5 separate regions of the Mus musculus genome follow, and regions 1, 2, 3 and 5 are each linked to region 4. The links are chromatin contacts, called in public promoter capture Hi-C maps. All regions are on one chromosome and are shown on one strand. Each heading gives the region's core, a stretch centred on a gene start, on an enhancer-like site or on the middle of the called end of the contact. The rest is flanking DNA. Distances are from core to core; before and after follow the strand shown.

What was found. Promoter capture Hi-C pulls out the DNA fragments that hold promoters and counts their contacts. Capture Hi-C pulls out chosen DNA fragments and counts their contacts.
Region 1: a promoter capture Hi-C map of second pharyngeal arch cranial neural crest shows a contact between it and region 4. The contact joins the promoter of Thap11 here to the promoter of Lrrc29 in region 4. A contact is called at or near these places in 5 of 39 promoter capture datasets (the HPC-7 cell line, liver, maxillary cranial neural crest and 2 more), 1 of 484 Hi-C or Micro-C datasets (embryonic stem cells) and 2 of 115 datasets of contacts at active chromatin or transcription factors (astrocytes and extraembryonic endoderm stem cells).
Region 2: a promoter capture Hi-C map of liver shows a contact between it and region 4, with 2.3 times the contacts expected there. The contact joins the promoter of Psmb10 here to the promoter of Lrrc29 in region 4. A contact is called at or near these places in 8 of 39 promoter capture datasets (embryonic stem cells, fetal liver, hippocampal neurons and 4 more) and 1 of 9 other capture datasets (adipose tissue).
Region 3: a contact with region 4 is called in a promoter capture Hi-C map of liver, with 4 times the contacts expected there. The contact joins the promoter of Edc4 here to the promoter of Lrrc29 in region 4. A contact is called at or near these places in 2 of 39 promoter capture datasets (both in liver) and 1 of 115 datasets of contacts at active chromatin or transcription factors (extraembryonic endoderm stem cells).
Region 5: a contact with region 4 is called in a promoter capture Hi-C map of liver. The contact joins the promoter of Terb1 here to the promoter of Lrrc29 in region 4. A contact is called at or near these places in 3 of 39 promoter capture datasets (cranial neural crest, hippocampal neurons and stem cell-derived epiblast-like cells) and 1 of 9 other capture datasets (liver).

The regions. Positions count from the first base shown.
Region 1 is chr8:105,852,305-105,857,540 of GRCm38.p6, reverse strand. Thap11 (THAP domain containing 11) reads right to left here and starts at 2,438. Exons shown (of 1, transcript NM_021513.2): 1 at 591-2,438. The coding sequence starts at 2,180. The coding sequence ends at 1,263. It also overlaps a transcript of Cenpt not described here.
Region 2 is chr8:105,935,486-105,940,941 of GRCm38.p6, reverse strand. It overlaps Psmb10 (proteasome (prosome, macropain) subunit, beta type 10), which reads left to right and starts at 2,550. Exons shown (of 8, transcript NM_013640.3): 1 at 2,550-2,987; 2 at 3,176-3,263; 3 at 3,351-3,448; 4 at 3,561-3,701; 5 at 3,961-4,076; 6 at 4,188-4,246; 7 at 4,795-4,946; 8 at 5,037-5,214. The coding sequence starts at 2,932. The coding sequence ends at 5,148. It overlaps Lcat (lecithin cholesterol acyltransferase), which reads left to right. Exons shown (of 6, transcript NM_008490.2): 6 at 802-1,391. The coding sequence ends at 1,370.
Region 3 is chr8:105,879,073-105,884,856 of GRCm38.p6, reverse strand. Edc4 (enhancer of mRNA decapping 4) reads right to left here and starts at 3,976. Exons shown (of 29, transcript NM_001301100.1): 1 at 3,699-3,976; 2 at 200-356. The coding sequence starts at 3,780. Nutf2 (nuclear transport factor 2) reads right to left here. Exons shown (of 5, transcript NM_026532.4): 5 at 4,455-5,784.
Region 4 is chr8:105,322,449-105,327,736 of GRCm38.p6, reverse strand. Lrrc29 (leucine rich repeat containing 29) reads left to right here and starts at 1,469. Exons shown (of 7, transcript NM_001368408.1): 1 at 1,469-1,510; 2 at 4,371-4,472. The coding sequence starts at 1,487. Tmem208 (transmembrane protein 208) reads right to left here and starts at 1,360. Exons shown (of 6, transcript NM_025486.3): 1 at 1,263-1,360; 2 at 591-686. The coding sequence starts at 1,268.
Region 5 is chr8:104,507,016-104,512,214 of GRCm38.p6, reverse strand. It overlaps Terb1 (telomere repeat binding bouquet formation protein 1), which reads left to right and starts at 2,328. Exons shown (of 20, transcript NM_180958.3): 1 at 2,328-2,413; 2 at 2,842-2,948; 3 at 4,369-4,425. The coding sequence starts at 4,395. It overlaps Nae1 (NEDD8 activating enzyme E1 subunit 1), which reads left to right. Exons shown (of 20, transcript NM_144931.3): 20 at 948-1,187. The coding sequence ends at 1,057. Gm22148 (a small nuclear RNA gene) reads right to left here and starts at 4,313; the gene lies at 4,207-4,313.

The DNA of each region.
Region 1 (5,236 bases), core at 1,189-3,688, 530 kb before region 4:
TAATACAAAAAAAACAAAACATAGGCATGGTGATGCAAACTTGTAATCCTAGCACTGAGAGGCACACACACAGATTCCCTGAGACTCACTAGCTGACCATGTGGCCTATCTCTGGGTGAGACCCAAGCAAGTGAGAAGACACCCCGCCCCACCCGCCCCACCCCACCTGCCCTTTCCAGAACTGAGGGCTGAACCCAGGGCTTTTTGTGCTTGCTAGGCAAGTGCTCTACCAATCAGCTAAGTCGCCAACCCCAAGTAGACCCTGTCTCCAGAAAAAGAAAGGGCTGTATAGAACCTCTGGCAGGCACCCCCTTCCTACACACATTGATGTATGTACACATACACAACAATCCAGAGAAACAATGATGGACAAACCAAGGCCTTTCGTGCAGCTTCCAAACTCTTCGGAGTGACCTGAACAAGGGACTTTATGAAGATCTATGTGCTTTATGGAGAAACCGGGTCCAGTTGTTTAAAGCATCTCTACTTTCTGGGCTAGCCTGTTCTTTCAAATAGGCCAATACCTATCTATATCCCCACATTTCAAGGACACTTAGCTTTAATTAAAAAAAAAAAGTCGAAACCCAAATAAAAACCTTACTTTTTTGTTTAATTTGTTTTGCCAAACAGTGAAAACTTCAGTCTAATTGTACAGAAAATAGAATTTGTAACCAGTAGCAAACATAACGAGATAAACCTAAGTCCCTGGTGAGCTGGATCTCCATCAGCAAGTCACCCAGAGCCCTCTCATAAATGACCTTCTGGGTAGAGAGGTCCTAAGAGACAGAGGCACAGATCAGCTAGTCCCCATCAGAATCACAGACTGCACCTGAACCGGGTAGCATGGAAAGGAGAAACGATGTTACTGAGATCTCTTATCACTACACACAGCAAAGCTGTCTCTGATTGCTGGCCAACCTGAAGAAGTGGTTTCCTCAAACCCACAGTCCCTTAAGAGTTCCATCTGCACCCCCTCCAGGGTAAGTTCCAAGTTCAGTGGTTCTGAAGCCTGTGTATAACCAGAATCTGCAACATAAACTGGGGAGTGAGAGACAAAGTCATAACTGCTGGTGTCACCAGATTCTGAAGTCCCCAACTCTTACTTCACGAGGAGACGAAAGAAGGTGCCAACTGACCAACTGGAGTCCCGCTGTCCTAAACCTCGGCACTGTCAACAGGAATACTGGGGAGTACAACATTTGCCTGAGGATTCCTTGGGCTGGAAGGAGTCACGAATTCTGCAGGTTTCTGGGGGGAACCATTCACATGCCGTGCTTCTTACGGATGACAGCCATGGCAAGCAGACGATCCTTCTCTCGAAGTTCTTCACGGAGCTTGGCCTCGGTGAGACGCAGATGGCGGATGCTACCCTTCATCTCCTTCATCTTCACTTCCATCAGGGCCAAGATGTCCCGCTGCTCGTTCAGCTTGCGCAGGAGCTCCTCCTCCGTGGTACCCGAGGACAAGGAGTACGAGTGGTCAGAGCCAGTGTCAGGGAAGCCCTCTTCCCCTACCACCACCAGCTGAGGGCCCAGAGTGCACTCAGCGGCCTCCAGCCCAGCCGTAGCAGCCTCTAGCTCTGAGGCGGCGGCAGCGGCGGCTGCCCCTTCAGCAGCTGCAAACTCGACTTGCACTGTGAGGTCGATGGGCTTCACATCATCTCCCGAGGGAGTCGTGGACACGGGAACCACGGATCCCGGAGCCTGGTTGCTGTCTACGGCGGCCTGAAGCGTAAGAAGCACAGCTGCAGAGGCAGACACCAGGTTCGGCTGCAACTGGGTGGTCTGGGCAGTGGAGGAGGACGGAGACGGCTGCTGCTGTTGCAGCTGCTGCTGTTGCTGCTGCTGCTGTTGTTGTTGCTGCTGCTGCTGCCTACGGCGGGCTGCCGCAGCTCCCGCAGGTCTCCGAGCTACTTTGCGCTCATTGACGCCACGCAGCGGGAAAATGGTGGGAACGCGCACCGTGTAGGTCTTGCGGCCGCCCTGAAAGTGGACGCTGCAGAGACGGTGGCCGGTGGTGGGTTGGAAGGTGGAGAAGCACCCACTGACGCCAGCACGGGACACGTTCTTGAGCCAGAGGCGCCGCAACTCAGCGTCCTTGGGAAACGTGTAGAAGTGCAGCGCCTTGTCCCGGTGTGAATTGTTGTAGCAGCCCGGAACGCAGCACGTAAAGCCAGGCATGGCTGCGACGCGCGGCCCGGCCCACCGGCCTCTCGAGCTCTTCGACGGCCGGGTCTGGCCCCTGTCTCAGCTCCTCGACGGGCGGCGCCGCGCGAGGCTCTCAGAGGCCTCTCACTATTGCCGCCCGGCGCAGTCGTCCCGGGCCGAGGCCCCGTGCCCAGAATATGGTTGCGGACCGCCCGCGCCGCGCTACCCACCCGGCCGTCCGCCTGCGCTTCGGAGTCGGCCCGGGGGACGCCGCGAAGGACCGCCTGGAAAGGAGGACTACGCCCCCCACAATGCACTGCGCCAGAAGCCTCTCACTTCCGGGATGGGGCGGGCTTATTCCGGCGGCTTTCCTGGACACCGCGATATCCTGTTCAGAGTCGATTATTTTCCAGATGAAGCTCGTCCTAAGCGAAAGGTAAAAATGTATTCGAATGGAACGTTATGGCATGGGCTACCCTTCACAAGGATCCGGAATCCTGATGGTACCGGGCGCGTGCCTGGTGAGCGCAAGCGCTCTGGGTATAAGAACACAAAGACTACAAGTTCCATGATGCCTCAGAAGAACGTTTTGGTGCGGCCGCGGGCTGCAGCGCCTCCTAAAGGAGAGGTGGAGTTCCTGCAGACCAGGATTTGAATGAGGTTCTGCAGCTTGCTATAAAAAACACCCCACCCCACCCCACCCCCGACCCCCAGTACCTTGGAGTGGACTGCATTCTTTAGCCTAGAGGAAACCCGAGTCCTCCCAGAAGAACTTCTGGAGTCAATTTCTTATATTGGGAGCACTCTCCCGACTCTCAGCTACCTCTTACATGGATGGACTCACTGACCTAAACCATGTCCCTACTAGCTGCTTACAATGTGCCAGACAGTGAAGGGAAAACACATTCAAGGCAATTGGTGGCACACGCCATTAATCCCAGCACTTAGGAGGCAGAGGCGGAGGCAGATTTCTGAGTTCGCGGCCAGCCTGGTCTAAAGAGTGAGTTCCAGGACAGCCAGGGCTACACAGAGAAACCCTGTCTCGAAAAAAAAACAAAAAACAAAAACCAACCAAACAAACCAATATATAAATATCGTATAATATTTTTCACATTTATTAATTTTAAAAACATTCAAAGTAATGGGAGATATGTTTATACATATATCATGTGTGAGAGTGGGGGAGTAATGTTTGCATTTATGCATGTTCATATGTGTGCCAGTGAGTGTCAATTTCTGGGTATCATTCATTCCTCAAGGCCCTTGGCCTTTTCTTTTTTCTTTTTTTTTTTTTTTTTTTGAGACAGGATTTCTCTGTGTAGCCCTGGCTGTCCTGGAACTCACTCTGTAGACCAGGCTGGCCTCGAACTCAGAAATCCACCTGCCTCTGCCTCCCAAGTGCTGGGATTAAAGGCGTATGCCACCACGCCGGCTGGCCTTTTCATTTTAGGCTGGCTGGCCAGTTAGCTGCAGGGATGCACCTCTAGCACTGCCATTATAGGCATGGGACACAATGCTTGGTATTTTTTTTATTTATTTATTTTTGGTTTTTCAAGACAGGTTTTCTCTGTGTAGTCCTTGCTGTCCTGAAACTCCCTCTATAGACCAAGCTGGCCTCGAACTCAGAAATCAGCCTGCCTCTGCCTCCTAAGTGCTGGGATTAAAGGCCTGTGCCACCACTGCCCTGCTCATGCCTGGCTTTTTAACTTGTGAGGAAGAATCACATTGATTCAAACCCACAAAGCATTAAAGAAGATACTCAATTTGACTCTACCTTCAGTACATAAATAGCCTTTAACATACTCATGGACATTCAAATAATATCTAGTAAGTTGAAAGTAGGGACTGTGCCTGGTCTTCAGCACCAAAAGCAAACAAAGTGCGCAATTTCTCCCCAGCACTGTCTTACCTATCCTCTGGACTTGGCATCTCTAGTGAAAAGCAAGAATCATATTGCATGTCTCTGCTTCTAATCTTGGGTCCTCTACATCTGTTTCCCTTGTGACTGCCAAAGAAAATCTGACAAGCCATGGGTCGCTCAAGGGGGCTGGAGAAATGGCTCAGGGTTTAAGAACACTGACTGCTCTCTGGAAGGTTCTGAGTTCAAATCCCAGCAACCACAGGCATGAATCACAAGTTCAAGGTCATCATCTGCTGCGTGGAAAGTCTGAGGCAAGTCTGAACTACATACAACCTGTCTCAAAACAAAACAACAGTCGGGCGGTGGGGCACACGCCTTTAATCCCAGCACTTGGGAAGCAGAGGTAGGCAGATTTCTGAGTTCGAGGCCAGCCTGGTCTACAGAGTGAGTTCCAGGACAGCCAGGGCAATACAGAGAAACCCTGTCTCAAAAAAAACAAAAAACAAAACAAAAACAAAAAAAAAACCCAAAACCTGTCTCAAAAAACCAAACCAAAAACAACAACAACAACGAAAAAAAAAAAGCAACAAAAAACCCAAACCAAAACAAAACCCAAACAAAACAACAACAAAACCCAAGACTTCTAAAGAAAATAAAAATTTAAACGGGGTGCAATAGAAAACACCTGTATTCTCGCTCACCTGCTCTTGCTTCTACTCCCCCCCCCATTGCCCTCCTCCCTCTCTCCAGGTGCCCATGGGCGACCTCTACTCCTCTATTCTCTCTGCCTCTATGTCTACTCCCTCATCTCCCCTTCCCATGCCCTGAATAAATCCTGTTCTATACTAACAAACAAAAAGAACGGAAGGAAGGAAGAAAACACCTGTAACGCAATCAAACAGAAGTGGAAGCAGGAGGCTTAGAAGTTCAAGGTCATCTTGGACTACCTAGGGATTTTGAGGTCAGCTTGGGCTACACACCACGCTGTTTCAAAAACAAAAAGTATATACGCACGTGCGCGCACATGAAATTATCAAAATCTACCATAGTGGCCTACATCTGCCATCGGAGTATTCCTATGGTAAAGGCAAGAGGGCTGTCCAGAGAGGTTGACCCTACATGTATGTCTGGTGTCTGAAGAGACCAGAGGAGGACATTTGATGCCCGGACACTGGTGTTTCTGGCAGTCATGACCTTTCCTTACGGGTTCAGGTTCTATACAAGAGCA
Region 2 (5,456 bases), core at 1,301-3,800, 610 kb before region 4:
CCCTGTCTCAAAAAAAACAAAAACAAAACCCAAAGAAACCAAAACAGATACTGTCTAAATCTCCTGAAATGCAGTCCTGTGACCACTGTGTAGCATAGGCAGAGGACCTAAGGAAGAATAGCCAACACACACACACAAACACATATCCCTTATTCTCTTTAACTGTCATACACTCTGTTTGAGGCCCCATCTTCCCTGTCGTCTTCCCTGTTTGAGCTCTGTCTTACCAGCATAGCCTCTTTTATTTATTTATTTTAATTTTTATTTTTTTAAGATTTATTTATTATTGTATCTAAGTACACTGTAGCTGTCTTCAGACACACCAGAAGAGGGCATCAGATCTCATTACAGATGGTTGTGAGCCACCATGTGGTTGCTGGAATTTGAACTCAGGACCTTTGGAAGAGCAGTCAGTGCTCTTAACCACTGAGCCATCTCTCCAGCCCTTATTTTTATTTTTTTTAGGATTTATTTATTATTTATATGTAAGTACACTGTAGCTGTCTTCAGACACACCAGTAGAGGGTATCAGATCCCATTACAGATGGTTGTAAGCCACCATGTGGTTGTTGGATTTGAACTCAGGACCTTCATAAGAACAGTAGTGCTCTTAACCGCTGAGCCATCTCTCCAGCCCCCGCAAATAAGCATACGGAGCACTTAACCGAACACCAGGCCTGCTCTTGTCTGTGTTTTGGAATCAAGATCAGGTTGTGGCAGAAACAAGGTGGAGTGCTTTTGCCGAGGTAAACTGTGGACCAGGCCCAGCTCCCTGTCCCACCTTGTTCTCCCCTGTCCTAGGTGACAACCAGGGCATCCCCATCCTGTCCAACATAAAGCTGAAAGAGGAGCAGCGCATAACCACGACTTCCCCCTGGATGCTCCCAGCCCCTCACGTGTGGCCTGAAGACCATGTGTTCATTTCCACACCAAACTTCAACTACACCGTCCAAGACTTTGAGCGTTTTTTCACAGATCTGCATTTTGAAGAAGGCTGGCACATGTTTCTTCAGTCTCGTGACCTACTGGAGCGCCTCCCCGCACCTGGTGTAGAAGTATATTGTCTCTACGGTGTGGGCAGACCCACACCCCACACCTACATCTATGACCACAACTTCCCCTACAAAGACCCCGTGGCTGCACTCTATGAAGATGGGGACGACACCGTAGCCACCCGCAGCACTGAGCTCTGTGGCCAGTGGCAGGGCCGCCAGTCGCAGCCCGTACATTTGCTGCCCATGAACGAGACAGATCACCTCAACATGGTCTTCAGCAATAAGACACTGGAGCATATCAATGCCATCCTACTGGGTGCCTACCGCACTCCTAAGTCGCCAGCTGCCAGCCCAAGTCCCCCACCCCCTGAATAAAGACCTAGCTGTTATAAATAAGTGCAGGGTGTTTGTTATGGGTTAAGGGGAAGGCACTACTAGGTTCCTTAGATAACCTGCATCACCTGGCTGATGCATGCTTGATCTGGGCTTAGGGGAACACGGGGTTCAGTGGGCTTTGCTAAGGCCCCAGACTGGACTGACTTTGAGATATGTAAATAGATTTTCATTGTCCTAGTTGAGCTGCTCAGGAAGCTTGCTCTGTGGCTTCCTTCTTAGGGGCCCAGGACAATATTCAGATCTGGGTATATGGCTGTTAGAATGGGGACACAGAGAAATAGGATTTGAAGTCGACTTTTGAGTTCTGGTTGGATACAGAAATTTATAATAAAGCATGGTGGTGCACGCCTTCAACTCAACACTTGGGAGGCAGAGGCAGGCAGATCTCTGTAGGCCACTCTGATACACACAGTTCCAGGACAGCCAAGACCACAGAGATTCTGTCCCCAAAACACAAACAAATAAATAGAATTTAAGATATTGGGGCTGGGGATTGTTAATGTAAGAACTTGGATTCCATGACAGCCGGAGCTATACAGAGAAAACCTGTCTCGAAAAAACAAACAAATAAATGGGGCTAGAGAGATGGCTCAGCGTCTGTTGAAAGAAGCTGTTTTTCCAGAGGACCCTGGTTCAATACCCAGCACCCACATGGCTGCTCACAAGTGTCTGTAACTCCAGTTTTAGGGGAGCTGACACCTCACACAGACATGCAGGCAAAACACCAACGCACATAAAATAAGCCATAAAAAAATTAAAAAATTAGGGCCACGTGGTGGTACACATGCCTTTAATCTTCTCATCCAGGCCAACCTTGTCTACAGAGCTTATTCCAGGGCAGACAGGGCTACACTCAACTACACTGAAAAACAGTTTTTCAAGCGCCCCCCCCCCCCAAAAAAAAAGTTTAGGATCTGAAGAAAAGACAGTTCATCTAAAGAAGATTTAATGTGAGACATTAGAGAGAGAGAGAGAGCAAGCACTCAGAAGTTAAGAGCATTTTTTTGCACTTGGAGAGGACCTGAGTTTGGTTCCCAACGCCCACGTGGTGGCACGCCCACATGGTGGCTCATGATCATCTGTAACTTCAGTTCCAGGGAATCTGATGCCCTCTTCTGACCTTGGTGGGCATGTGGCATGCACATACCACATTCACTCACACACATAACTAAGCCTGCAAGGGCTTCATTTCTACTTACTTTTAAGGGGTTATGTGTGTGAGTGTTTTACCTGAATACATGTATGTGCCTGCAGTGCTCAGGGGGTGTCAGCAGAGATGGGAATGGAGGATCTAAGGCGCACCATAGGTCTGGCAAGGAGTGTAATAGCCCCTTCCTCAAGTTATCTGGGACTAGCAGCAAAGACGAAAGTGAAAGAGAAGATGCACACAGCAGCCAACAGCCTCTGAACTAGGGTGGGGGTGAAAGCGAAAGTAGGAAGCGTCCGGAAAAACCCCACAGAAGCCAGGACAGACGCCTCTGCTCCCCCTGGCTGATCCACTCATCGAGACCCCCGCATTCTCACTTGGCCTTCCTGCGAGATGCTGAAGCAGGCAGTGGAACCCACAGGAGGCTTCTCTTTCGAGAACTGCCAGAGGTGAAAGGGGAGTGGAGTTCTAGTCACGAACTGCTGGTGCCTTGTTTTATTGGTGGAGTGGGGGAACCCTATGTTGGGTGACCAAGTAGGGGCTTAAGCCAGGAGATGAGTAGAAATGGGTTTGGGGACCGGTTCAGGGACCCTCCCTTGATGCAGAACTGAAACGCGAGTCACCCCAATGTTTCCAGGAATGCGTCCTTGGAACACGTCCTTCCGGGACTTCGGGTTCCTCATGCACGCAAGACCGGGACTACCATCGCGGGGCTTGTGTTCCGAGTAAGCGGGGTGATAAGGGCTGGAGGGCTAGAAGGGCAGCCACTGCGGAGATCAGGTGGGCATTAAGGCTGGGCTCTGCCTCTGCAGGATGGAGTCATCCTGGGAGCGGACACGCGGGCCACTAACGATTCGGTTGTGGCGGACAAAAGCTGCGAGAAGATCCACTTCATCGCCCCTAAAATCTAGTCAGTATGCCCCGGACCAGTCCCCATATTCAAACATAAGCTGCACTGTCGCTCACTCCCTACTTTGTCCCTGCACGTCCCTGTCCACATCCACCATCCCTTTGTCCCTTAGCTGCTGTGGGGCTGGAGTAGCTGCGGACACTGAGATGACTACGCGGATGGCAGCTTCCAAGATGGAACTACATGCGCTGTCCACCGGCCGTGAGCCTCGGGTGGCCACGGTCACCCGTATCCTGCGCCAGACGCTTTTCCGGTGAGCAAGTGGGGCTAAGATGACCCCTAAACGGGGTATCTGCAGGTGGGTGGAGTTGACAGGAGGCGGGACGTGGAGTGGGGGGGAGCGGGGCTGCGACCTGCAGGGAGACCGGAAGAAGACAGACCAAGCTGAGTTCCGGAAGAGGCAGCGTCAATTGCAGGACGCCAGGCCAAAGGAAGGGGTGGGACTCAGACCAAAAGGCAGTGTAATGGGCGGGGCCTGTCTGCTAACATTAACCCTGCCTGCTCCTCCACAGGTACCAAGGCCACGTGGGGGCATCACTGGTCGTGGGCGGGGTTGATTTGAACGGACCTCAGCTCTACGAGGTGCACCCACATGGTTCCTACAGCCGTCTGCCCTTTACTGCCCTTGGTGAGCTCTTCCACCCTTTAAATCACACGAATCCTGCTCCTGCAACCCCACCTTCAAGGTTTGTACCTCCGCAGCTAACAACTGACTTCGGATGCCCCTTCCCACCTGCAGGCTCTGGTCAGGGTGCAGCCGTGGCACTGTTGGAAGACCGGTTCCAGCCAAACATGACGGTGAGCGACTTCTTCATGCTCACTGGCGGGGAGTGCTGAAAAACCCTAGCCAAGTATAGAAATAAGAAAGGCTTGTAGGTGTGAAGGGGACAACTGAGTAGGGACTGAGTAAAGTTGAAGATGGGAGGGCCAGTCAGGAACCAAGCTTAGACCACAGAGAGAAGCAGAAGCTCACAACGGATCATTACTGAAGGAAGAGGTAAATGATGTTTGAGATTGGACTTGGGAGTGGGATAGAAGTAAGTGACTATGTGCTTCAGAGATAACTAAGGCCCAGAGAGAAACACGTGACAGACTGGGTGGGAAGACAACTTGGGGGGGGGTACATGTAAGCAACACTGAGAAGTTTGTACAGAGGACAGTGAGTGGAGGGCACACAGTTTTGGAGGAGAGGGGGTCAGAAGCCAAGGGACTGGAATTTTCAATGGATGGAGAGAAAGGAGGTTGAGCTTACATAAAGAGCAAATTGTCTAGACTTCAAGATTAACAAGTCCCCTGGTTAGAGTGTGGTAACACTAGGTCCATTTAACCTCATTTCCACTACCCAGCTGGAGGCTGCGCAAGAGCTGTTGGTGGAAGCCATCACAGCAGGGATCCTGAGTGACCTGGGCTCTGGGGGCAATGTGGATGCCTGTGTGATCACTGCAGGGGGTGCCAAGCTGCAGAGAGCATTGAGCACCCCCACCGAGCCTGTGCAGAGGTAAGAGCACAGGAAGGGAGGGCTCTGTGTGTGTTCACACGTGTGCATGGACAGGCTGCATTCTAAAAGGCTGGCCCTCCTCCCTTCTAGAGCTGGCCGTTACCGATTTGCTCCTGGAACCACACCTGTCCTGACCCGGGAAGTGAGACCCCTGACCCTGGAACTTCTTGAGGAAACTGTGCAGGCCATGGAGGTGGAATGAAGTGGCCTGAGATGTAGAGTTTGGAATGAGGGTGAATAAATCCGGGAAACACAAACACTTAAACAGAAGGCTGTGTCTTTCTTGAGAGGAGTGAGCCAAGCATCTGTAGGAGTTTTGTGGCTGAGGTATTCACCTAAGGACGACAGACCCAGTTCTTGGCCTGAGGTCCTCCTCCTCCTCACCTCAGGGATCTATCCGTGCAGAAGCCCAGGACTATAAGCTTTGGGGTAGAAAGCTATATCCTGTCATCCCCAAACCATAGTTCCATATGGTAGAAACTTACCCCACCAGTACCCTGTCTTGGAAGA
Region 3 (5,784 bases), core at 2,727-5,226, 550 kb before region 4:
TAGGCATCCAGGCCAAGGCTTTAGCTTGTGCGCATCCCTTGTCTTAGTATATATTTAGTGAGGTACAGTGCTCTGCGTCAGATCATCCATAAGAGAGGAAGCAGAGGCTGATTGCCCATTTGACTTTAATTTTATCCCTATGGCTAAGCAAAACCTGCAAAGATATCATTATCATCATTACTTTCTCTCAGGTACTCACATGACCTGCTTTTCCTGCAGGTTAATGGGTGGCATGGTCCGTATACCAGGTTTGTTCGTTGAGTTACCATCACCTGAACTGAGCGGGTCGGGGACCAGGAGCCCATTGAGGTCTCCATTGTAGGCACTGGATGGCCTTTGGCTTTCGGCATTGGAACCTAGAGAAAGAAAAGGACGCAGTGAAAAGGTTGCTATGCCTACCATGAGCTTCTTCTACTGCTCTAGACCACAAAGTACTCAGGAGCATTTGTTATGTCCAGTGGGGAGGAGGGTCCTTTGTTCCTTCTTCATTCTATAAGTGTGGTTATACAGCAGGGCCAAGGATGAACATGAGACTCTTCTACCTCTATGGGAAGGTTACAAACTGGCAAAGACCTTCCAATGGGGCCAGAGGCACAGCTTAGTGGTAGCATGTTTGACTGCCTATTTACTATATGTAAGGCCCTTGGTTTGATCTTCAGTACCAAAAACCAAACAACCCAACCCACCCCAAATTACGCCAGTTAATATTTGGGTTAAGAATAGAAAACAAACTTGATTTGAAGGAGGATATAAGAACAATCAGGATATCATAGCAATTATATTTACAACTTACAAACATGGGAAATGCTGGGTGTTGTGGCACATGCCTGTCATCTCATCATTTGAGAGGATGAGACAGAAAGACTATGAGTTCAGGGAGATGCTAAGCTGTATATGAAGTTTAGGCTAGCCTAGACTACATAATGAAGTCCTGTCTCAAAACAAAACAGAATGGAGTCAGAGAAATAGCTCTGTGTTTAAGCAACAATCGCTGTTCTTGCAGAGGACCTGGGTTCAATTTTCAGCCCCCACATGTTGGTTCATATTCATCTCTAACTCCAATTCCAAGGGTTGTGGTACCTTCTAATGTCCTCAGGCCCCAAGACTACATGTAGTACACACACATATATACAGGCAAAACACACAAACAATAGAATAGGTAACTCTAAAACAAACAATCCAGAAATAAAACATGGCAAGGGTGGAGGCTGAAGATGCCTGAGATGAGGCTCAGTTGTTCAGCCTCTTTTTCTGTGCAGTGAGAGCCAGAGAAGCTCATCACCCCTCCCTTTTTTGAGACAGGGCCTTCCTGTGTAGTCAGATGGCCTTGAAATTGAGATCTTGCTTCTGCCTCCTAAGTGCTGGAATTACAAGTACATGCTAGCACACTTGGCTCTACAAGGTTTTACATTTTACATAGTCAGCTGTAGCCAGGGGACAGAATATTGCAAGACAACATACAGAACAGCTGAGAGTCTGTGTGAGATACAAGAACTCAAACACAGTGGGAGTTTGTGGAGAAGGGTTCTTAATGCAAAGTAAGAGGAGGGGGTCTGCCACACTGAGTTACTTAACAAGCCACCTTGGGCAGGTAAACTCAGGAAAAAAGGCACATGGGGAACTAGACAAAGATGAGAGAAGCTATGGGCATGTGGTGGGGTATAGAATCAGGAATGACATTATTTTAGATGTTTGCAGTGGCTGGTCCCACTCCCACTTAGTGCTGAGGACTGAGTCCTGGGCATCACTTGCTTGCTAGGCCAGTTTTTATTGTTGTTTGGGGGAATGAGGTAGTACTAGGGATGAAACTCAGGGCTTTCTTTGCACAGGCTAGACAACTGCTCTACCACTGAGCTATGTCTCCATTTATGTAGTTATTTATTTTCTTATTTATTGAGATTGGGCTTCAACACGTAGCCTGAGGTATCTTTCAGCTGACAATTCTGCCTCTGCCTCCCAAGTGCTGGGACTCAAGTGAATGCTACTATGCTTGGCTTCTTGGCTAAGTTTAAAAACTCCCTAATTCAGATACCACTTCCCAAACTCGCTAGCAAGAAGGCACTTCAGGAAAAGACCAAGTTTTCAGTCATAAGACAGTCTTAGGTCTGATAAGTCCTTCGAGGAAGAGACAGGCAGAAGCTACTTGAAAAGAAAACCATCAGCTGGACAGCAGCGGTGCACACCTTTGATCTCAGCACTCTGGAGATCTCTGAGTTTGAGGCCAGCCTATACAAACTACACTGAGCAAGTTCCAGGACATCCGGGGCTAAAGAGAGAAACCCTATCCTAAAAAACAAACGAACACCCAAACCAACAACAACCAAAAAATCAAGTGCCGGTCACCAAACAAAAGAATTACATGGAAAGACCCTTTCTCTCTCACTAGGACTAGAACCACTCTAGCTGCTCAGGGATGAGCTGGCTACTCTCCCTTCCTAGCCGTCTATGGTGAGGATAAAAAGGCCTAGGCTACACAGCTAATCATGCCAGGCTCTACAAAGTCTGTACACAGTTGTCTGCTCAGCTGACCGTGGGCATCAGAGGCACTAACCGCCTCATGAGTCAAGGGAGCACACCCTGAAAGCACAAGCCCAGGAGGCTCAGACAGCAAACGGATTATCTGTGGCTGTCTCAGCTGAACCCACTGGAGAGTACAAGTGCCCGCTTTAGCAGTCTGGGTTCCACCAGCAGGCATAAAAGGTGTGAGAAAAGAATCACTTCTCAGTATGTACACCATTATCTCTGGTCAACCACCTCAATGTTCAAACGTCTCTGAATCGCACGGAAACATCTCATTTTTATACATACTATTTCCTTTTTGTAATATGTGTCTTCCACATAAGTGCCTCGAGGACTTTTCCTGGTATTCAATCTCCTGTCTATAGTATCCAAACTAGCCCTAACAGTCTCCTCTCAAACCAGCCCTCTATCTCCCTCACCGTTATTTCCCCATTCCCATCAAAGTACCCTGACCATCCTTTTACAATAACATTATATTACAATGCTGGTGGCCTTCTGTCCTGGGAACTCTCATCTGGGAAGAGTAGCCCCAAGGAGGATACTGGGAGCCTAAGTAAAACTCGAATGAATTGGGAACATATGGGCTTGCTGACGTTTGGAACCTAATCTAACCTCATCAGAGCCTGTCTGTGATCTGCCTTCAATCCAGGAGAAACATGCTTTTGGGGTTGTCCACCTTTTGCCAGAAAATCGTTTTCAGAGCAACACCTGGCCTGGGAGTATACACTTTTGGGGGGAAGCCAAGTTGCAGGGTGGGCACAGAGGCTCTTCAGCAGATCACTTAATTCTAGGCCTAGAACTCGCTAAACCGACACTGCACCAGGCCTCTGAACCCTGGCGAGGAGGGATACGGGGCCAGTTCTCAAAGCACTGAAATTTGGAGGCAAGGAAACCAGATGGATTGAGTGGATTCCGAGGAGAGCGCCATACCTTCAGCCAAAACACTTAAGAACAAGGCAGAATGGTCTGGCATAGGATGGGGAGGGGTAACACCCAGGGGTCTGCGCCATTCTCTGGATATACCCAGGGATCATCCATGACTCCAATTCCTGTCCTCCGCAATCAAACCGGAGGATCCCGAGTCTGGCTAATGGAGCCTATGGCACCCGAAAACGGTTCAGATCCACGCCATACGTCCACCACTTCGCTAAGAGCCTACACACCCCATCCCGGCTCACCTCCGGCGGGCCGGTCCAGTTTGAGTATGTCCCGCAGATGCTGCGTGGCGTCCTCAATGTCGATGCTCGCGCAGGAGGCCATGGGCCCAGCCACGAGAGTCCTGCTCGCCCGACGTTAGTTCCTCTACCTCCGCAGTGTCCAATTTCGCCCAGCCACGACCCCGCTAGAGAGGAGACAGAGCACTACACAAAACCTAGCCGCAGTTCGCAAACCGCCGCCCGGACTGCGTCCGTGAGCCCTGCCAACCCCACCAACCGCCTCCACTTCCGGTCCCACTGACCTTCGCTCCCGGAACCTACAACTACCGCAGAAGAAAGGTTCCGAGCTCAAGGAGCCCCAGTTCCTATCAGAGGCAGCCTCCGTAGGCTGCTTGCTCCTGGCTAGCCCAGTAGTGGCTAAACTTCACAAGACTGAGAAAGAGTAAATGTACTCAGCATTGGACTGCCTAAAACCCTACCATCTCTGGAGATCTAACCCAGGTCCTAGGCCATTCTGATGAACTGGATAATGGTACAACAAAGCCAACTTTACCACTCAGGTAGTAACTTTTCAGACCTTAAATAAGGTGAACTGGTAAGGGTCTGTTCCCCCGCTTAGGAGTAAGCAAGACCAAGACATCTTCGAGGTCATTAGCCCCAGGAGATGCAAGGGCAAGGGAGATAGTTTCTACCCCCAAAACTGTCATTGTTACCAACTGTCCCCAGTAACCCCTTGTCCCACACGGTAACTTCACGTTAGGAATAAAGAGACCATAGTTTACAAACACCTCTTTATTGCAGACATTTCAGGCACAGGTACATGGAAGAAGCTGTATTGCAGATTTTATACAGGGTGGATTAAGAGGCAGCTGGCATCTACCTCTCTCCCACCCCTACTTCCCCCAATACACAGCAGCTAGAGATCAATCCCACTGGAACCTTCTGTGTAGCGTCCAGGACTATGCTGGTCTAACCAGGCAACCTGTGGAGTATGTGGAAATCTTTACTCTCCCCTCACAATGCAGGAGAGCAGGGAGAAGGGCATGTTCAGGTGTGCCTAGCCAATCCTAAACCCCAAATCCTGGGCTTGGTTCTAGCTTGCAGTTGCTATTTTAGTAGCTTTATACTATCCAGAGGTCTCAAGGATGAAAAGCTATATCGGTACTGAGCAAGACCTGTGCCCAGACTAAGAAACAGGGCAGAAACTGCCATACTAGTTAAGATTTCCTGGGATTTGAAGAGTGTATGGGGTATGTGGAAAGTAGGAAGATGGTGTGTAAATGCCCTGCACAGGTCTTGAGGGGAGAGTTAGAGCACTCCTTCACACTGCTTCCTTCCAGTGTGGAATTTATACTCCACCTAATGGCGCCTGGCTCTGATATCCCAAGCAGGCAGCACAGCATCTCTCGCTTTGCTTGGGGAATGTGGGCATCTGCATGTCACTTATTTTGGGTATAGAGCAGGCCCCTACATTTAGGACTTCAACCCAGAGGGTATAAATATGGGAAGCCATATTTGCTAAGGCCTTTCTAGCTGCTACAGAATATCTACCCTGCTACTAGACCCAAATCTACAGAGCAGAGGCCACAGGTGGTATCAGACAGAGCTGACTGAAGAGCCTTCAGTCCAAGAGAAGCTTCAGGCCAGGCCTGCGTTCCAAAACCCTGGGGCTGGAGAGAACTCTGCCCCGGCCCGCAGACATGCGAGCTTAGCCACTTGAGTGAATCTGCTCCTTGCAGTAGGTTCTGTTGAGGTGAGGCAGATGGGGGTGGGGAAAGTGAGACAATGGGCTGGAACTGTTGATGCCCAGCCAACTACTTAACTAATTAAAACAATTTAAACTGTTAAGAAAATTTTTGTGGTTTTATTGTATCATGAGGCATTGAAACATCTGAACAAATCAATATCTGGGCGGTTGGTGAGGCAGCTGCTTTCTCCTTCACTTCTTTGGGTTACTAGAGCAACTTGTCAGTAGATTAAAAAAACAAAACAAAACAAAAAATAAAACAAAAACAAAACCCGACAATCGTTTGCATTACTTAAGTCTTTCCAAGGCATGCGCTGGTACAACACAAACTTCCTGTCAGATGCGACTAGTCTAGCATCC
Region 4 (5,288 bases), core at 220-2,719:
CCTGGTACCATAGAGGTCACAAGAGGGCATTGGATCCACTCAATGAGAAGGTTTCGAGCTACCATGTGGTGCCCCTGGAGTGGAACCGAGGTCCTCTGTAAGAGCGACAAGTGCTCTGACCACTCAGTCCCTGGATACTTTGGGGGGAGGAGGGCAGTGTTTGCTGGCGATGCTGGCAGAGCCTAGCCAAGGGCTCCACCACGGCGCTACACCTGCTCTCACTCTCTCGAATGAGACTTCAGTCTTTCTGTGGGGCTCTGGTTACCACTCAACACTCTGACCTCAGTCTTCCAAATAGCTAGAAATACAGTTATATGCCACTATGGCCAGCTTCACTTATTAACCCCATCACCCCTTTTTATTTTTATTTTTAATTTTTTTTTTTGAGATAGGATTTCTTTGTTACTCAAAGCTAACTTCAAACCGCCCATCTTTCTGCCTGAGCCTCCCTGGTGCAGGGATTACAGGCTGGTGTCTGCCTGGCTTCATTTCTTTACAACGTTCTCTTTTGGAGCCTTGGCTGTCATTTGCCAGCGCTCCTAATCAGATAGGAATGAGAGGGCAGAGAAAGCACAAGGCAAGCAACTTACGTTGGCTCCCAGTATGATCCGAAGGTAAAACTTGAGAGTTTCTTTGTTCTCTTCAAATATCTGTTTCTTCCCTCTGGTACCCACTTTTCCTTTGGGCTGCGGAGGGTTGGTGAGATGCTGTCAGAGCTGTTTTGCCTCAGTCCTCCTCACTCCCTGTACCAGCCTGGTTACCTGCAGCTTTATCTACCCCGCAGCCAAGTCCTTAGCGTGCTTTGTCAACCCTAGCAATCCCTGAGATACCGACCACTCCTCTAGTCCATCTTCCTAATATAGTTAGGACACCGACTTTACTGTACCCCCAGTTATGATCGCCTAATGCTCACCCCAAAACAATTCAAATTACGTTAGTATCTTCTTTGGCTTTCCTCGTAAGGTTCAGCTTTGGGTTGAGATCCTCTCCGGGAAAACTCCAGCGGAACTTAATGGCGTCCCTCTGGGGTAGTGGTTTAGATCTGGAACTGGCAACTACCCTCGCCCGCGCCCGCCCTAGCCTCCAACACTAGTCCTGGTGTAGTCCTGCACGGCCACTCTCCCCGCATCCCGTTCGGTCTAGCACAGTCCATTGGGTGGCGCCCCTCTCTGGCCCAGTGCCTTATGCCTTCGAGCCCTTCTGTTTTTACTTTCCCAACATCGGGAAAGCTTTGCCGGTGCAGACCACGCCTTGTCCCTTACCGCCATGGTGCGCAGCAGACACCCAGCCACTGAAACAAGGGCGAGTAACTGGAACTGCAGTCAGTAGACACCACATCGGCAGCACATGCACTTCCGGTAAAGAGCGCAATCGTTCGCTCCTGGGCGGAAGTGGATTTCATTTCCTTCCGAAGCCCCGCCCCCTGAGTCGGTGGGACTACACTTCCCAGAAAACCTTGCGTGGGGGCGGAGACGGCAGAACTGCGATGGCGGACTCGCTGCCTCTGGAGGTGAGAGGAAGCGAGCGGTCCTTCAGGCCTTGGTCGGGGACAGGCCCCGCCTTCGGGGTCCCGAGCTTTGGGGAAAGGCTATCTGACAGCTCGCCCGGCACCTCCCGCCAGGCGGAAACGAGCCGCCCGGCGGATCCCACGACCTGAAAACTCTGGGTAACGGTCCTCTTTGGGGCCACTTCGACCCCTTCGGTTGGGATACCATTCCCTCTTTACCCATTGGCCCCAGAAGATGGCTGCTCTGTCACCTCAATGAGGACGGACTCACTGCCCATCCCTTTCCCTTGAGATGGCCGTTCCCTCCCCCTCAGTTCTAGAAGATGTCCGCTCCACCGTCCCTGAAGGGTAATCAATTTTATCCCCATTGGCCCCTTGGAATGGTCGTTCCATTTCCTCCACCCCTCCCCCACCGTCCTCGCAGTTGGAAATAGACTGCTCCCGCCCCCTAGTTCTGGGGACCATACCCAATGTCCTTAATGTAAGACAAGCCTGCTCCTCATTCTAGACCCCTAGTGATGGCTGCCCCTGTATTATTCAACCCCATGGGGTGTTTGTTCCTTTAGCCAGGGGCAAGGAGATACAGATGCAGGCTTTGTGTCTTGCACCTTTTTTGAAATGGCTTCTCTATCCATTTTGCCCTGAGGGTTGGCAACCCCCTCTCGTTGCCCTAGGAAGTCAGGCCTTTTCCCTTGAGTCGTGACATCCTATTCCCTTTTGGCCCCAGAAGGTATCTATTCATCCCTGTAAACCCCATGGGTTACCAGTAGTAGTAATCTTTTGGGGTGCTCTCATGGGATGACCACTCCACCCCTATCTCTACTCCTCTAGTGCTAGAAAGGCATTTCTCAGGATAATGAATTATGTATGATCCTTTCCATTAAGACATGTTGTCCTTTAGCATGGCTCCCAGGGTTGATCATTCAGAAGATAGGTCAGCCACTCTCTTAGTCCAGTCTTCCCTCTTAGCCCCCTAGGGATGGGGGCTTAGTCATCCCAGTCCCATCCATACTCTTCCTCATGTCTCTCCTCTCTGGTCCTAGTCATTTTCCTCTGAATAGTAATCTCCTTTATCCCCCACCCCTTCCCTGAGCAAACCTTTGGTGAAAGTAGAGGCAAAGGACTATCTTTAGTCCAGTAAATACTGGGTGAGTACTGCGTATGTACTTAGCATCTGAGAAGAAAGGAGAAAACACAGCGGGGCTAGTGAAGTCACTGTAGAAGGACTTTGCAGAAAGAGCCCCACATACGGGAAAAGAGATGCTGTGTTGGTAGTGAGGATGGGCTGGGGGTGTTCTGGGAGCAGCAGGCCCAACCAGGCATGGAGGTCTGGACTGTGAGATTAGTGGTGAACCCAGGTTTTTCACGAGGGGCACTGAAACTGGACTATATATGGATTAGCAAGGCTGAACATAGAAGGAAACTGTAAAAGGAATCTAGCTCCATTGGATAAAATTTGGAGCTATTAATATGGTGATGTTGCAAAGGTAGAAATGCTGCTAACAGCCATCCAGTCCCTGAAGAACTGATCTAGGTGGTTTTAAAATGCCTTCACATCTTCATATACTTCAGACACGGAAGCTGAGAGAAGTCACATGCCTCTAATGGTTACTCTCTTGGGTAACTTTCTCCAGTAGAGCTGGGATCGGGGAAGTCTGGGTTAGCCTTGTCTAAACCGTCAGCTTTGTGAGTAGAGAATAGAAGAACATGAGCCCAAATGTCACTAGGGACCTCAGATTGAGAGTGCAGTTGGCATTAAAGTCCAAGTGTCACTAGGGACCTCAGATTGGGAGAGCAGTCGGCATTAAAGGGTAAAATTGGACTGAGGGCAAAAACCACTTAATGACATTAAGGTTGATAACTATTTGAGTAGAGGACCCCAAAGACAATTGTACTAGACTAATGCTTGGTTAATAGGACAACGTAAAGCTATTAAATTGTTGAGTATTCTTATGCAAATAAACTGAAAATCAAGAGATTAACATTGAAAATCATGAAAATTCAGAAGAATGGTAAAAGCCTAGAAAACATTGTCATAGGACTCAACGAGGGAAGATTCTAGAAGAAAAAGGCAGTTAATAGGAAGTTGTTCCTGGCCTCCCAAGTGACCCTTTTCTCACTCCAGACAGAGCCCCACCAACCTCACCACCTACAGACTCATTGAGCACTGTGGGAGGGAAGAGTTGAGTCTCCCAAGTTTGTTGTGTCGTCCTACCTTAAGCTGGCTGAGAAAACAAGCTGATAATGGAGAAGATGGGAAGAGAGTAGGGGTCCCAAAGCTGCTCATCATGGCTCATGCTCACAATCCCATCACATGAGATAGAGTTGTAGCTAAAGCAGGAGAATGGCTGTGCCACATGGAAGCCAGTCTAGTACACAGCATGTTCCAGGACAGCCTGGGTTACATAGTGAAACCCTGTGGTCTAGATGTGCGGGAAAAATGCTATTTTGTAACTTCCCACAAGAACCTTTTTAAATCTCACAACAGTTGCCATTTTACAGACAAAAAAAACAAAACAAAACAAAAAACAAACAAACAAAAAAAACCAAGGCTCAAGAAAGTCAGCTAGCCAAAGGGAACTTGGACCAGGTTTGTGTAGCCCCAGTGCTCGGGCTGTTTCTACTAAACTGGGTATGAGTTTTGGTTATTATTTCGTACAAACCTGTTCTCAGAAGTGGCTCATGATAGGTTCATTCTCATGAGGCATGCTTCCAGGCTGGAGAAGGGAAGTCAGTGCTTCATGAAGCTTTAGGTCCGAGATGGACTGGAAGCCAGTGCTCTGATGTCCTCAGACCCAGAGGGGAGGGTTCTAAAGCCCTTCTGGCTCTAACAGCTCTCAAACACCTTATCTTTCTCCCTCAGATGCTCACATATATCCTGAGCTTCCTGCCTCTGTCAGATCAGAAAGAGGCCTCCCTTGTGAGTCGGACCTGGTACTGTGCAGCCCAGAATGCCCTTCGGGAGGTAAGACCTCACTTGGTCCATTCTTACTTATTCCTCTATTCTCCTTCTCATGGCCCTGCTTATCTATCATCTGTCTATCCATCCTTATATACTTACACATTCATTCTACTAGTCTCGGGGTGCAGAGCTTGGAGTGCACAGGTGAATAGAACATCATCTTCCTAAGGAGCACATTGTCCAGTAAAGGAAAATAACAGTTAGCGTGGTACGGTGTGTTCAGTGCCATATCAATGAAAGTGTGAAACCCAGACAAGGACACCAAGACGAGACCATGCAGTGGCATCAGGGCAGGCCTGAGAGATAGGATGGGAACACAAGTTACTCTTTCTAGAACGGGCATTAAGGTATGGAAATTCCACATAACTGGATTAAGTTTTTTGTGTGGGATGTGGTAGGAGAAGAGTCAAGAATGTGGTCAAGATGGCAAGGTGGCAGATGTGCCAGGCAGCAGAGAGAGCTTGGGCTTTCTTCCAGTTACTGCTGTGGGGCCGTAAAGAAATGGTAAGACAGGGCTGGAGAGATGGCTCAGCAGTTAAGAGCACTAACTACACTTCCAGAGGTTCTGAGTTCAATTCCCAGCAACCACATGGTGGCTCACAACCATCTGTAATGGGAGCCGATGCCCTCTGTGTCTGAAGAGAGGACAGTGTATTCACATACATAAAATAATAAATATTTGAAAAAAGAAAAGGTAAGACAGGCAAGGACAGTGTGAAACAGTTCTTAGAACTCCATACTCCAGAATGGGTTAGAGGGTAAGATGGAGGTTGGGGAGGCAGCCCAGCCAGGAGGGCAACACAAACATCTGTGGTATTT
Region 5 (5,199 bases), core at 1,079-3,578, 820 kb after region 4:
AGATTCTAAGAGACACAATCAGAGAGGCCTAACGAGTGTAGGTAGGTCTTTAGTTTTATGTGTTTTGTTATGATTATGAACGTAATTCTCTGAGGCTTCCCCTATATAAACATGAGCCATTCCTCTGTACTAGTCCTTCTTTTCTTCTTTATCATAGCACAAAGTCTTCTACATACTATATGCTGTATTTATTTGTAAGCTATCCTTTCTCTTGCTGTTAAACAGAAAGACCCAAGGTAGCAAGCAGCAGATCTTTTTGTTTCTTGCACCTCTGCTACATCTATGGTGCCTGAGAGATTTGGTGATAGTACAGGTTTAAGTCCACAGCCTCAGTATGTAGAAAGAAGCTGCCTCAGTTTAGAAAAGATTCTTTTTTTCTTGGTGGAATTTCACTGTCTCTTTGTGTTTCAAGTACCTTACAGGAGCTCTGTAGTATTCAGTGTGGGTTTGACCCTGAATAATAATAATTATTATCTTTTATTTTGTTATGACTCAAAATATGTTTGTTTGGGATTTTAAACAGCTTGGCTTTATGTTTTTTGTTTGTTTTGTCTTTTGTACTCATCTGTATCTGTGGTGTATTCTATATAGCATAGATCTCATATACACCAGGCTGACCTCCAATTCCATTTGTAACTCAGACTGGCCATGAGCTCATAATCATCTTGCCTCTACATCCCCAGTCTGATGAATAGAGTCATCCGTTACCACCACACCCAACTCTTTTTTTTTTTTTTTTTGAGACAAGTGTCTTCACTGTATATCCTTGGCCAGCCTAGAACACACTATGTTGAGCAGGCTGGCTTTGAACTCACAGAGATCCACCAGTCTTTGTCTCCTTAGTACTGGGATTAAAAGCATGCACCGTCAGGCCCAGTCTGGTATATATTACTTAACTCTTAAAATTTATTCTTTTCAAACATTTACTTCTCTCCTTTTTCCAACAGGAGCTGCTGCTCAAGAAGTTATCAAAATAATCACCAAACAATTCGTAATTTTTAATAATACTTATATTTATAGTGGTATGTCACAAACTTCTGCAACTTTCCAGTTGTAGAATAAGCACCATGTGTAATATGTTAATGGTTGGAACTGTAATTGTCTTCATATTGTGCTTTGGTTTGTAAAAATCTGTTAAAGGACGGAAGTTAAATTGTTTCCTTAATAAAAGTTTTTCTCATTTGTAATATAGTCTTGTTGTCTGGAATGGTGGGGAGAATGGGGAGAAAACAGAACAAAAGCCAGCTCTTTGTATAGTTAGTTAATGCTGGATTGCTATTTTACAGTTACATATCGTAGATATGTCTGTTTCACTAACAAGAGTAAAAAATTAATTATCTTAATGAACTTAAGATGTGGATTTTAGCTGTGGACATTTTAAGATCATTACTTATTTAAAGTAGAACTTTTAAAGAAGCATTTCGGAGCTTTATCAGGACAAAACCATTCCCTTGTGCTGTCGTCATTCATTATATATACCTAAAGGTTTGTCACTATACCTGTGTATTGAATTTTATGGGCTTGCCCCATCCCTAAATTTCTTTTTATTGAATAATATATTGGAATAATAGCATTTAGCAGCTTGTTAGATGGGAAGGAAAGTTCCTGAAGGTGAGGAAAAGTAACAAACTAGAAATCCAAACTGGGAGGCCGAATGTGTGTGTGTGATTCGTTATCCTAAGGCCCTAAATTGCCTGCTATAGAACAGTTCTCAAAGGCAGTCTCCTATGTGAGAACCTGGGTTATAGCTGACAAGAGGCGAGGGAGGGGGCTCATAGGGATTTTATTTCTTGAAAACCTGTATCATTCTTGCTTGGCTGTGTCATCAAGTGACTTTGTCAGAGCAGGAACTGCCCTCTGACAGTACTTCCATCTCCCAACACTCCCATGGGAAGAGTTCTGTTGGGACGTATGACAGGACTAAATTATAGGGCACACCTTGAACACATTTAAGACTCAGAGCTCTGGGCTCTTGGGTCTACTCAATGAGAAGCTGGCTTGGCCAGAACCAAAAACTAAGGATTTTGGAGTTCACCCAGGGAGGGTGTCCAGTCAACGGAATGCCCAGTGCAACCAAAGAAAGCCTGGCGTCAGGCAAGGTCAAGGAGGGAGCAAAGACCCTTCCGAGACGCAAGTCCTAAATACTAAGTTATATTACCCTCATCATGTCACTTTCTCCCATCTAAAACCTGGCATCCCGCACTGATCACCTTCTGCCCACTGATGGCTCTACAGCTGCGAAGGGCTAAGCCCAGTGGGACAGGTGTGCGGCCGGAAGTCCCGCCCAGCGGATGTGAGCCTGGCTGGCGCGCGGGCGTGGGAAACCCAGTCAGGCGTCGTGGTCTAGGCTGCCACAGGGACGAGCTGGTGTGGGCCTGACAGGGGCTCTGGGTTCCAGGGTGGAGAGGCCAAGGTCTCGGCTTCCCGCCTTCCGGTGGTCGGCTCCTGGGGCGGAGCTGTGGTGGCGGGCGTGGCCCGCTTCCCTGGCTCACCTGAGGAGGTGGATTGAGCTGAGGGCAGGGGCTTCCCTGAGCTGGCGCCAGGCCCACGACCTGTGAGGGGGAAAAGGTCGTCCCCATCTGCCCAGTCGGGCGGCTGTGTGCGTCCGGGCTGCTCCCCGGGATCCCGGGGCGGGGAAAGCGGCGGCCCCCACGGGGGATTCGGTTTGGGAGGAAGAGGACGGGAGCGCGTGCCCAGCAGCAGCTGACGCTGGGAACTGGGCGATTGCTCCTGGGAGGTCCGCCGGAGCCGGGCTCGGGAGGCGTGCATGGTGCCCCGCGGAGAGCAGTAGAGGAAAGTCGTGGGCCTGCCTGCCCTCCTCACAGGCGTTCCTTCTTCCAGCTCTTTAGGTGAGCCAGGCCTCCGGAGCCTGGAGCGAGAGCGAGGGAGCCATAACCCACGGAAAGACGGTGGACCCGGAGGCTGGGAATCCCGGGCGAGCCGTGAGGGTGTGCGCCCCATATCCTATCCATCCAGTACAGCAACTGGTTCCTGGGACCCTCTATTCCCTGGGACCTGAATGGCTTATGTCACACTCGGAGCAGAAAAGTTGATAGTGCACGTTACGTGCTTGCCTTTCTGCTCCCGTTAGAGGGTGCCTTCCACAGTGTAGGATTCCAAGGCGGACGGACAACTTACAAGTGGAAGTGAATGCTAGGATTTTCATCTCTGCCAGCCCCACCCAGGAAGATATTTTTGTCTCTCTTGGGGGAAGGGAGATATGTAGAATTTTTCCCCCCACAAAGCTTTTGATGTGACCAATTTTAGAGTAGCGAATTTCAGGGGCTGACCTAGTGTTTAATGATAGACTCTACCTTGAGTCCCATACCCAGGATGAAAGAGGTGTGCAGAACACTAATCAACTAGTTTTCTTATTTATGTTCTCTAATAGTCTTCCTAGTAACGTTTGCACCTGACCTTGTTGGTTTGGAGAGTAAATTAAGTAAACCCTTTAAGGATGGTGTGTCCTGTTATGTAAAAACTTACCCCCGCCCCGTGAGATCAGGGTAAAAAAAATTTACAATCTCATTGTTAGTGATGATTTGTACCCACAAAACTACTGAAAACATTTCGTAATTGCTTGAGTGGGAACATACTTTTGACTTGGGAAGTGAGCTATTTTTATAATATTATATAAAATATTTTTATATTTTTAAGTATCATTTTGTAATTTTTTTTTTTTTTCTGAGACAGGGTTTTTCTGTGTAGCCCAGGCTGTCCTGGAACTCATTCTGTAGACCAGGCTGGCCTTGAACTCAGAAATCCTGCCTGCCTCTGCCTCCCAAGTGCTGGGACATTTTATAATTATTTAACCTTTTGAAAATGACATTTATTTATTTATTTTAATGACATCTATTTGTGTGTGTATGTGAATGTACATGTATGTGCATGCATGTACGGGTTAGCACATGTGTGGTTAGAAGTTAACCAATGAGAGTCTGTTTTTGCTTACAATGTAGATCCCAGGGATTGTCCCTCTTGAGTTTGTGAGGGGTTTTGTTTGTTTGCTTGTTGGTTTTGAGAGAGTTTTTTTTTAGCTCCTGCTCCCCCCCCCCCCCCCCCGGCCCCTTGCCCTTTCTTTTCTGGAACTTTAAATGTAGCTCAGAATGGCTTCAAACTCAGGACTCTTCTTCCACTCCCTTTCCTGCCTGAATATTACAGACATGCACCGTCATGCCCAGAATATTTCATTCCTTAAATTTTTTTAAACAAGTGGACTGCTTCATGAATTTGTGTCTCATTCCTATGAAGGAGCTGTGCTAATCTTCTCTGTAGCATTCCTATTTTAGTATATGTGCTGTTGAAACAAGCATATGGGCCAGAATATTTCTTAGAAGCTGATCTAACTAAAAATGCCCTATCTTATAGATGAAATATAAGGGAAAAAGACAAGCATGGAAAGTGAGAAGCCAAAGAAAACACAAGGTGAGAATCCATGAAACATGTAGTTACATTAGTTTTATGTATTTTATAGTTGTATAATTGTGGGTATATTCATGCATGTATGTTTGTGAGATATATATATATATATATATATATATATATACACACACACACACATACATATATCACAAACATCTAGAAAACAAAAGAATCATTCATCAACTTACATATGTTCTGACATTATTCTGAGAGGACACGAACAAACATCTACTTACCCCAGATAGGGATTTTTCAACAGACCAAAGTAAGGATACCACCAAATCCAACTTGGTAAGCCAGTAAGCTTACTGGAGCTACATACAAAGCATGTGAATGAAGAGTTATTTACAGAAACAGAAATGACTCAGGCAGCTGTATCATCAGAAGCCTACCCCAGCTCATGAAAGCGGGGAACCTGGAACACATAGCACAACCTGCAAGCAGCTGTTAAGGTTGGAAAGTATCTCTTCCAGGCAGCTCAGTTGTTCTCTGTCTTTTCCAGGCAGTTTAGTTGGTCTGAGCCTTTTCGAAGCAATTCTTTTGGTCTGAGAGTACTCCTCAGCAGTCCTTACCTCTTATATATGAGGAGGGAGGGGCCCAGCATGTCAGATTAGCGTCAGGGACTTCCTTAAGCTTCTAAGTGGTCTACTTCCTAACTGTTAAGGAGCCTTGTCTTGGTTTGGTTTTGTTTTGTTTTGTTTTGTTTTGTTTTGTTTTGTTTTGTTTTGTTGGAGATAGGGTCTCTTAATGTAGTTTTGCCTGACCTTAAACTCACTA